2 separate regions of the Zea mays genome follow, and region 1 is linked to region 2. The links are chromatin contacts, called in public Hi-C maps. All regions are on one chromosome and are shown on one strand. The core of a region is the stretch at or near the end of the contact, and the rest is flanking DNA. Distances in the headings are between cores, read along the strand shown.

Region 1 (5,090 bases), core at 1,395-3,894, 250 kb before region 2:
TGGTTTTTTGATCTAAAATGTTGTTAGGGAGCTTCCAATTTAAAGGTTTAGAAGCTAATAAATCAGGAGTTGTTGGAGATGCTCTTAGAGCTAACTCCAAAAGAAGCCGTAAACCTGTCTAATATAGATATTAGAAAAGAAATCTGGATTTTTTTTCTCCGACCGCTCCTTCAACTTTTTTCTGTTTTCTGAAAAGTTTCGCGTCCTTTAGATTATTTCGAGCAGATCTTCTATCGTATTTCATATTTCAAATTTTTCTCTCATGTACAGTTCTATATATCCTCTATTTTACACTTTTTCGAAGATAGTCTTATCCATCCCCTTCTCTACCGTATATTTGCATGTAAGTAATACCTCTCTAATCCGTACGGCTGAGCGGTGGTTCCGAATCTCCGATGGGTACGCGTGCGGCCGCGCGAGAGGTAGGCCGTGCACGCGCACGCCGCCAAAACGGGCCACAGTCCGTTTCGATTTCTCTTGCTTCATAGACCCGACGAATGGTGCTTTACCACCACACAAGCAATTGTTTAACTGAATGACTTTGGAATTTTCTCAATCTATGACCTTGGACGGAGAAAATGCTCAGCAGTAGCTAGATGTCGGTTGAAAACAGGGAGATATAATTGTACAGTTTTTTAGGCTTTTTAAGGGAACGATTGGGGTATACATGATATAATTCACCCCTAAAATTTTTTAGCGTCTCTCCAATAATCATTTTTAGGAAAACTTTTTAGCATTCTTATTTTGGATTTGCTCTTAGACTAGTAGATCCTATAAGATAGGTATAGGGGGTTTACACTGTAGACGACATTATATCTATAGTAAAGTTTGAAATGGTAATAGAATATAAGGTAGAATATAAGAGGTGCTGGAGACAACTTTAGATTCTGATTGGTAGATCTTGGAGAGAAGCTTCTAATTTAAATTCAAAAGGGTCCGAAACTCTCAGACATTTTTATTGATAAATGATTGTATATTAATTTTGTGATGACAGTTTTATTTATTGACAAATGATCTGTATTAATTTTATGACATGATTTTTCGAAATAAACTAGAAGAAACCAGTAGCTGAAAATATAGGTAATTATGATTCACTTCACTTATAGCGTTATACTGCATGCATAGAGCTTATTTTCACTCATATAACCATTCCCGGTGGATTGATCCTTAAATCCCCTTTGATCCTATGCAACCGAATAAGAGCTAAGGTCTAGTTTGGAAACTCTAAATATGAAGGACTTCGAGTAGACTAAGATGTATTGAGAGGGGTTTTGATATATTGGAATTTAAACACTACTTTCTATCCCTCCAAACATCTCCAATCCAAGAGTGTTCAAACTAGGTCTGAAGGTGATTAGAAGAAATTAAATTTCTTACTAGTTAAGACTAAATAAAAGAAATTTAATCTTTTTCGATCTCCATGCAATCGAATAAGGTCTAGAAAGTCAAATTTTATAGAGTACAAAATAACTCTACCAAATAGATCAAGCTCTATGGTTTATTATGGAGCGTAAAAATAAGCGTGATTGGCAACAAGAACTAAGAGCAGTGCTAATATATTTGGAGCGAGAACTCCAAACAGGAATCGTTTATATAAAGTAAAATACACAGTAATCAAATCAAGAGGGTAGAGTCACTTACATTTCTAGGACATCTCTGAACAACTCAAACGTCGAGACGGTGGCCGGACATGGCATTCCGGGAAGCAGCAGGGTGCTTCGTTTCAGCGTGAACAGGCATTCCAGCTCCTCTACGCATCTGCTTGCAGAGGGCAGGAAGGGGGTCAGCTCCTTGAGCCATGAGAGGCAGCTTGGGTCAAACGGCAGCGCCGAGAACTGCCCAGAGAACGCAGCCGGCGGCAGAGCCGCAGGCGACAGGATCCCCGGCCGTCCCGGCAGGCTAAGAACGGCTGCCAAGCTGTCCGCGTCCTCTCCGTAGTCCGTAGGAGGGCGGGGCAGAGACAGCGGCCAGATCGCCCTCTCGGTGGCCGCTAGCCTCGCCCTCGCGGAGGCTGAGACAGCGGTGGTGGTGGGCGAGAGTAACCACAGTCGTGGCCGCGGGGACTCCTTTTTTCTCTCTTCTTCCTCTTTTTTTCTCTTCCTTCCTCTTCCTTCCTCCTCTTCTTCCTTCCTCTTCCTTCCTTCTCCTCTCCTTCCTCTTTTTTTTCCTTCCTCCTCCACTGTCTTCTCAGACGGAGGGGGGCTGGAGCACCCCGCCGTAGATCCGTCACTGAACTCCACCCGTGGTGACGACACCATAGACGGTCCTGGTCCTGTGTATTTCATGTCCATGTAGTCGGTTGCGGCGACAGCGGCGCCAAGACCTGTCAGGCGCTGAACGGCGGCCTTGAAGTCGGCAAGCTGGACTTCGATGACCTCGGTGGTCTTCAGTCGTCGCGTGACGGCCGGCTTCTTGATCTTGAGGGACTCCACGTTGACGGCAAGCCGCGGCGGGCGGGGGCCCTGCAGCTGCCGTCTGCGCCCCGACGAGGGGTCCGACGCCGTCGCGTCCATCGGTAAAAAGCAGCTGCAGCCTGCCCAGCGCCTGCTGGAAGGGAAGGGCGGAAGGCAACGTGCGGTGGAATGGCCGAAAACGAGCTAGATGTAGGAGGCTTAGCGTTAGCGGGGATGTGATGTGTCGTGTTGCCGAGGGAATTGGGATCCAGCCGGCTGCCTCGCTCCATCATTGGTAGGGATAGATTCGTATCCGAAAACGGATCCGAATGTCACTATTTACTATATTTTAATTTGAATAGGATACGAATACGAATAATGTCGGATACGAATACAAAATGGATAGTTCGAATTCGAATTTACATTTGGATACTTACTTGATTTGGAACATAGCATCATAACAAGTATTAATTTATTTTATTGATGGATTTATAGTTGATAAAAAACTTATTACAAGTAAATTATGAACAATTTTACATATACATTATTTAGTTGAATATCGTATTTTTAAATAAATTATTTATACCTGGTATATTTATATTTTATACTCTAAATATAATCTTTTTGTATATTAAGTATATTTGTATTTTAGACTCTAGAACTCCAATAATCTAATGTATTCAAAATTAGACTTTTTAATATTAATTAAAATTTATCATTGTATATCACTAATAATGTAAGGTTAACACAGTCATTTGTTTATGATATAAATATTTTTAACATTTTAAATGGTGTACTTCAGTTTTTAGTATATTATTTAATGTTTAAAATCACTTGTTATTAGTAATTAGTAATAAAAGTAAGTTTAAATTGATTTTATTGAATATTTTTTCCTTTCAGATACGAATAGTATTGGATATTTCATGGTTTTGTCGAATACGAATCTTAAATCGGATAGAGAAAAAACGAATTCAGATATGTCTATTTAACATCCATATTAAAATCGAATACAAATACGAATATCCATATTATCACTTTATCCGAATACGAATACGAATAATTCGGATCTCCAAACATCCAAATGCATCCCTAATCATTGGGTTGCAGTAGGTCTTGGGTGCTCATTGATCTCACATTTAAAATAAGTGAGACCATCTCCTACCATTCTCCACCCATATTTGTACTTTCTTCAACACTAAGAAAAACAGCCTTAGATTTAGTAAGTTACTAAATAATATTAGGAAAAAATAACCTTAGCCTCAAACAGTTCCTAATATTTAGATTCTTAAGTGTTTTTAAATTATGCTAACTCAGTTTTTCTAGTTATTACATGTAATTTCAATTTTAGTTTCATTTGTATGATAAAGTTCAATAATTATCGTTCTTCTTTTGATTAATATTTTTTATTCTATATGAATCACGGTCAGATGGTTTTCACTAAATGTTTAGATGGGTCATCATCAGACTTGTCAAACAAGTATGATGAATTAATCATTCGTGCAGTTTAAATTATTCAAAGCGCATCACTTGTACATGGCCATTATCTCAATGGCAGGTAAGTAATTCACTAATTTCATCATGAAATAGCCTATTGGTGTCGGAGACCATAATTAGGGGTACCCTCAAGACTCCTAATTCTCAGCTGGTAACCCCCATCAGCATAAAGCTGCAAAGGCCTGATGGGTGCGATTAAGTCAGGGATCAGTCCATACGAGCGACTCGATCATACCTCGCCCGAGCCTAGCCTCGGACAAGGGCAGCCGACCCCGAGGGATTTCCGTCTCGCCCGAGGCCCCCCTCCAATGGCGGACACATCTCCGGCTCGCCCGAGGCCTTGCCTTCGCTAAGAAGCAACCCTGACTAAATCGCCGCACCGACCGACCGAGTCGCAGGAGCATTTAACGCAAAGGTGGCCTGACACCTTTATCCTGACGCGCGCCCCCCGGCAGAGCCGATGTGACCGTCGTCACTTCGCCGCTCCACTGACCGGCCTGACAAAAAGACAGCGCCGCTTGCGCCACTCCGACTGCAGTGCCACTCGACAGAGTGAGACTGACAGGCAGTCAGGCCCTGCCAAAGACTCCACGGGAAACTCCGCTCCGCCCGACCCAGGGCTCGGACTCGGGCAAAGTCCCAGAAGACGGCGAACTCCGCTCCGCCCGACCCAGGGCTCGGACTCGGGCTAAGTCCCAGAAGACGGCGAACTCCGCTCCGCCCGACCCAGGGCTCGGACTCGGGCTAAGTCCCGGAAGACAGCGAACTCCGCTCCGCCCGACCCAGGGCTCGGACTCGGGCTAAGTCCCGGAAGACGACGAACTCCGCTCCGCCCAACCCAGGGCTCGGACTCGGGCTCAGCCCTAGAAGACGACGAACTCCGCTTCGCCCGACCCCAGGGCTCGGACTCCGCCCTAGCCTCTGCCGAACGACCTCCGCCTCGCCCGACCCAGGGGCTCGGACTCGGCCTCGGCCACAGAAGACAGACTCAACCTCGGCTTCGGAGGAGCCTCCACGTCGCCCGACCTCGGGCGCGGGCCAGCCACGTCAACAGGAAGCGCCATCATCACCCTACCCCGAGCTGACTCGGGCCGCAGAGAACAAGACCGGTGTCCCATCTGGCTAGCTCCGCCAGATAGGCAATGATGGCGCCTCGCATGCCCTGTGACGACGGCGGCTCTCAGCTCTCTTACTGTCGGCGTT
Region 2 (5,170 bases), core at 1,386-3,885:
TTTGTTGTTTATTTATGGTGCTCAAGTTGTACAAGCACTCCCCGGACCTCACAAGTCCATTTGCAAGTAATGCACATATTTAGGGGGAGATGTGCTACAACTTGACCCTTTGAGACTAACTGTGTGCTTGAGTTTGCTTAATTTAGTCTCAAAGGAGATTTGAAAGGGAAAAGGTGGACTTGGACCATGCAAGACTTCCACTGCACTCCGATGAAAGAGTAACTAATTCCAAGTTCATCTTTGTACTCTTATTGCCTTTTTACTCTTAGTTGAAGATTTTGGTGAGGCAATGGGGTTAAAGGGCCAAAATTGATCCCATTTTGGTGCTTGATTCCAAAGGGGGGGAAAATAAGGCCAAAGCAAGAAATGGATCAGCTACCACTTGAGAATTTTGAAAAAGGTAGAGTTAGAGTTTTCGTTTGTCAAAATACTCTTTGTTGTCTCTTATTGTCAAAAGTTAGTATCTTGTGGGGAGAATATTTGATTATGGGAAATAGGGGGAGTTTTTGAAATCTTTGAATCAATTTGTCTTTGAACAACTCTCTTTATGCCTCAACAAGTGTGTTTGACTTAGAGATAGGGAATTGAGTTTGATTTGCAAAAACAAAACCAAGTGGTGGCAAAGGATGATCCAAATATGCCAAATTTGAGACAAAACAAATTTGTGTTTTCATTTGTATTGATGTTGCACTTCCTTTTAGTTGCTTTTTATTGTGTTGGCATAAATCACCAAAAAGGGGGAGATTGAAAGGGAAATGTGCCCTTGGGCCATTTCTAAGTATTTTGGTGATTGTGTGCCAACACAAGTGGACTAATGTTAATCTATGCAAAGTGATGGATAAAGTGCAAATCAAGTAAAAAGGTATGTTTCTAAGACTTAGTACATTATTTTGGAGACTAATGTATTGTGTCTAAGTGCTGGAAACAGGAGAAATCAAGTAGGAAAAGAGATGGCTTTGTTCAGCCAAAGACAGCTCGGTCTGGGTGCACCGGACTGTCCGGTGGTGCACCGGACAGTGTCCGGTGCGCCAGGCCGGCGACTGTCAACTGGCTGCTCTCGGGAAGCAATTAACGGCGTACGGCTATAAATCACCGGACTGTCCGGTGGTGCACCGGACTGTCCGGTGAGTCAACAGTCGGCCGGGCCAACGGTCGGCCGCATAATCCGCATGCGACGCGTGGCAAGAGCCAACGGTCAGAAGGGGCACCGGACTGTCCGGTGCGCCAACGGCTCCAAAGCGTCAACGGTCGGCTTCGCCAAATAAGGAAAGAAATCCGCACCGGACAGTGTCCGGTGGTGCACCGGACTGTCCGGTGCGCCAGGCGACAGAAGGCAAGAATTGCCTTCTTGAAATGCTCTCAACGGCTCCTAGCTGCCTTAGGGCTATAAAAGGGACCCCTAGGCGCATGGAGGAGTACACCAAGCATTCCTTGAGCATTGTTGATCACTCACATTTCATTCTTGCGCACTTGTTCGACATTCTTAGTGATTTGAGCTCCGTTCTAGTGAGAACCTCGAGATATTGTCTTGAGCTCAAATCTTGGTCTTGTGTGTGCGTATTTGCTGTGGATTTGAGTGTGTTGCTTCTCTCCCCTACTCTTGTGCTTCATATTGATACTTATTGTAAGGGCGAGAGACTCCAAGTTGTGGATATTCCTCGCAAACGGGAAAAGAGCAAAGTAAAGAAAAACACTGTGGTATTCAAGTTGATCTTTGGATCACTTGAGAGGAGTTGAGTGCAACTCTCGTCCGTTGGGACGCCACAACGTGGAGTAGGCAAGTTTTGTACTTGGCCGAACCACGGGATAAATCCTCGTGTCTCTTGTGTTTGTCCTTATTGTGTCTGTTGTGCTTCACAAGAGTTCTACTCTCTACTCACTTGATTTCATTATACTAACTCTTAATCAAGTTTGTGGTGTTAAGTTTTAAGTTTTACAGGATCACATATTCACCCCCTCTAGGTGCTCTCAATAATCAATCAGTTTAAACTTTATAAAATCCCACCCAACAAATTGCACCCAGATTTAACAGACCATCAAAACCAACGGTTCAGATCATTGGCTAACCCCTTGTCCCTTACTCAGATCTGATGGTCAATATTACTTAGATCATCCCTCATCCCTCGTCACTCATCTCTCTCCCTTCCTCGCCGATCCCTCTCTCGTGCCGCTGCCATTGCCAACCCTCCCGCATGGTGCTGACCACTCCCCTACCTTCCCCCGCGATTCGAATGTCCCCTCCCTGCTCCCCATCCCTTCACTCGTGCCATTGTCGCCGGTCAGCACTTCACTCGCGTCATCATCACCGTCGACCCCTCTTTAAGATCGTAGTGATAACATAGGCTATATAATAGTATTTTAAAATAAAACATTGATTTAAGACACTGCTAAAGATGCTCTAACCGTGAACGTGGCCGGCAGAAATCCTATCACACGTAAATCCTTCGTGACCCAAACAACTCATTTTTCGCCCATGAACCATTTGTGTTGATGTAAGGCTATCTTCGACAGTTTACTTATTTTTATATCCAAATTTAAACTTCAACTTGCGAGCATAATTTATAGTGCAAAATAGAAAAAAAAAAGTATTTTGTGTGACCTGTGATAAACTGCTGCTGTGTTCCCTTCTCGTCTGGCGGGAAGACATCCCGACATGAGCCCGCTCCCCGCCCCGCTCTAGGACCATATCTGCACCGTCCGGTTCCTCGGCCACACGAATCTCCACGCGCCCGGGAAGAAAACATTGCCACCACCTCCGGCCGCTCCGCTCTTTCCTTTCAACCGGAGCGACGAGAGTCGAGAGACACGAGGTGCCGCAAGAGAAAGGGGAAATCGCAGTTATCATCGGGGAATCCGACCCCAAGCATCGAACTGCTTTCGTGCCGTCGGCTCGTTCCCGGTACGCGGTGGCTGATTTGCAGCGAGTTTTTGTGTTTTTTTGGGTGGGGGGGGGGGGGGGGGGGGGGGGGTGCGTTTGGTGCGTCGAACTGCTTGGATTGTGTCGGCTATTTCTTCTTTTGAGGAGTTTATTAATTCCATTTTTGGATGCTTGAATTGGAGAACCGAGCGGAGTTAGAGTCGCGTAACGGTTTCCCCGCGTTTCTTGGCCGCTGCAAGGTGATATGTCTTGGTACTGTAGTTCTGTGCTCGAATTTAAGCATTTTCGCGAAAACCCTTTTCAGAAAGTTCACCCCGTGGATCATGGGTCTCTTCTTCAATTGTTTTCTAAGAACAAGTATCAGTTGTTGGGTTTCTTGTCGGTAGTATTGGTATCACTTGTCAGTAGCCTGATATCTGAAAAAAGAATAGGTTTCATAATTGCTCTGGTGAAGCGAACTGAATTGTTAGTGCTGGTTTCATAGCGTAATTAGTGAATCGATCAGGGTCCCGATATGAATCTAGTAGGATTTGTTCAGCGTCAATAACTGTCCAGATGACGTAATTTTGCTGTCCTCTCATCTGTTCGGTGTCAAATCTTTGCTGGACGATAACTGGCCAGATGACATTTTTTTTTTGCCAAATGTAGGCATGTAGCTGCTACTTGTCAGCTTTCAAAGGTTTCTGCATCTGCATGACGCCTAATCTACATTGTTAAAGGTTTTCTGATGGATGGTGATAAGGTGAAGGAATCAGCTCCGGATTGTGCGTCCGGTGCAGCAGAGCCAACCAAGAAGCAGGATAAGAGGAAACGTGCCTATGCTGAATTTGATGTGGTGGACAAGAAATCTGTATCTGCTGAATGGCAGCAAGAAATGGATGCACTGTATAAATACTACAAGGAGGTTTCTGGTCATCAGCTGAACCCAGAGGAGCTTTCATGCACCACAAATGACTCTATTATAGCATGCTTGCTGGAGGAGAGCAGTCTTTCTTGTGCCAAGTTAACAGATGGAATCTACAAGAGGATGAAGCTGCAATATGGTGTCACTGAGTCTTCAGTGCGCACCTCAGTACTCAACATTGGTAGGAGATCTTCATATGGGATTTCTGCTATGGATGTCAATGGTCTGGAGGATGAGTCGGATTCAAGCCTTTGGTGTTGGGAGGTAATATATAAATCTAATACTTATTACTGTCCTGTGTCATTCGAGAAAAAAACTAATACGTATTGCTTTCTTTTCTGTCAATTTCTCCATTCTATGGTAATCCTAAAGTTTTCTTGATCTGTATATGCCTATGGGACAGACAGAAGATTTGGCATTATTACCCTTGCATCTACGTAGTAGTTTGAGCATTCGACGCACAGCTCGGAAATTAATCCATAAAAGGATTCTGGTTCTTTCGGGTATGATGATTTATCTTCCCCCAGTTTCTCTTTATAAGTATAAAGTTATATGGTGCCAATGTGTTTGTGTTCATAAAATATGATATTTGAACCATTTGATTTTTGATGAGTGCTTGGTAGTTATTTCAAAAAAATGAGTGCTTGGTAGTCCCTTGCATGATCTCAGTGAGTTAGATTATTACTGTTAGCAATATATGCCCATGATTATATTTTTACCATGCTTATCTGTATTTGGTTGAATCAACAAATTCCTCCTGTTACACTTGTCTCTTTTTAAAGATTTTATGTGCATTTTGGAAATGAGCATGTTTATTTGCATACAATTTTTCTTGTGCGTACCATTGATTTTATCATTGCAACAACACTATCTCTAGAACATAGTCCTGCTGTTATTGCATTTGTTATGGTTCGCCTTTTCTAGGTATAGTCTGCTTCTTGTATTTAGGTTATCTACAGTGCTTCCATATATACAGATTACTTAATATATATATTAGCACTTCCTACATATTATGGCATTACACAATATATCTACACTGCAGTTCTTTAGAAATATTTTCTTTTCTTATGTAACATTGAACCTTTGGTCTATTGAAAAGGGCATGTAATTGGCAATCATGTTGTTTTTGAATTATTGAATTATTGTGAACTATAACATGCAATGCATATTTAAACAGCATAATCTGATGTATCAATTAGGAAGCTATTTATTTAAGCTTCTTTTCACATAATTGAGATGCTAGTTTAGCTGCATTACCAATTACTTCAACATAAGATTGAAGTGGTTGCCGTAGATGAAATGAAAGGCCAGGAGCACTTGAGATGATATGAGTAGTTATAGATGGCCAATTGGCACTAACATGATGGGCCAGCCCAGGCACGACACAA

What was found. Hi-C and Micro-C count contacts between places; a contact is called where the count stands out from the background.
Region 1: a Hi-C map of tassel shows a contact between it and region 2, with 4 times the contacts expected there. The contact joins the promoter of LOC103632191 here to the promoter of LOC103632188 in region 2. A contact is called at or near these places in 6 of 25 Hi-C or Micro-C datasets (bundle sheath, ear, leaf and 3 more).

Annotation. Positions count from the first base shown.
Region 1 is chr7:29,200,946-29,206,035 of Zm-B73-REFERENCE-NAM-5.0, reverse strand. LOC103632191 reads right to left here and starts at 2,644. Exons shown (of 7, transcript XR_002263601.3): 1 at 1,642-2,644.
Region 2 is chr7:28,952,419-28,957,588 of Zm-B73-REFERENCE-NAM-5.0, reverse strand. LOC103632188 (chromatin assembly factor 1 subunit FSM) reads left to right here and starts at 2,635. Exons shown (of 13, transcript XM_020541190.3): 1 at 2,635-2,899; 2 at 3,527-4,046; 3 at 4,186-4,285. The coding sequence starts at 3,606.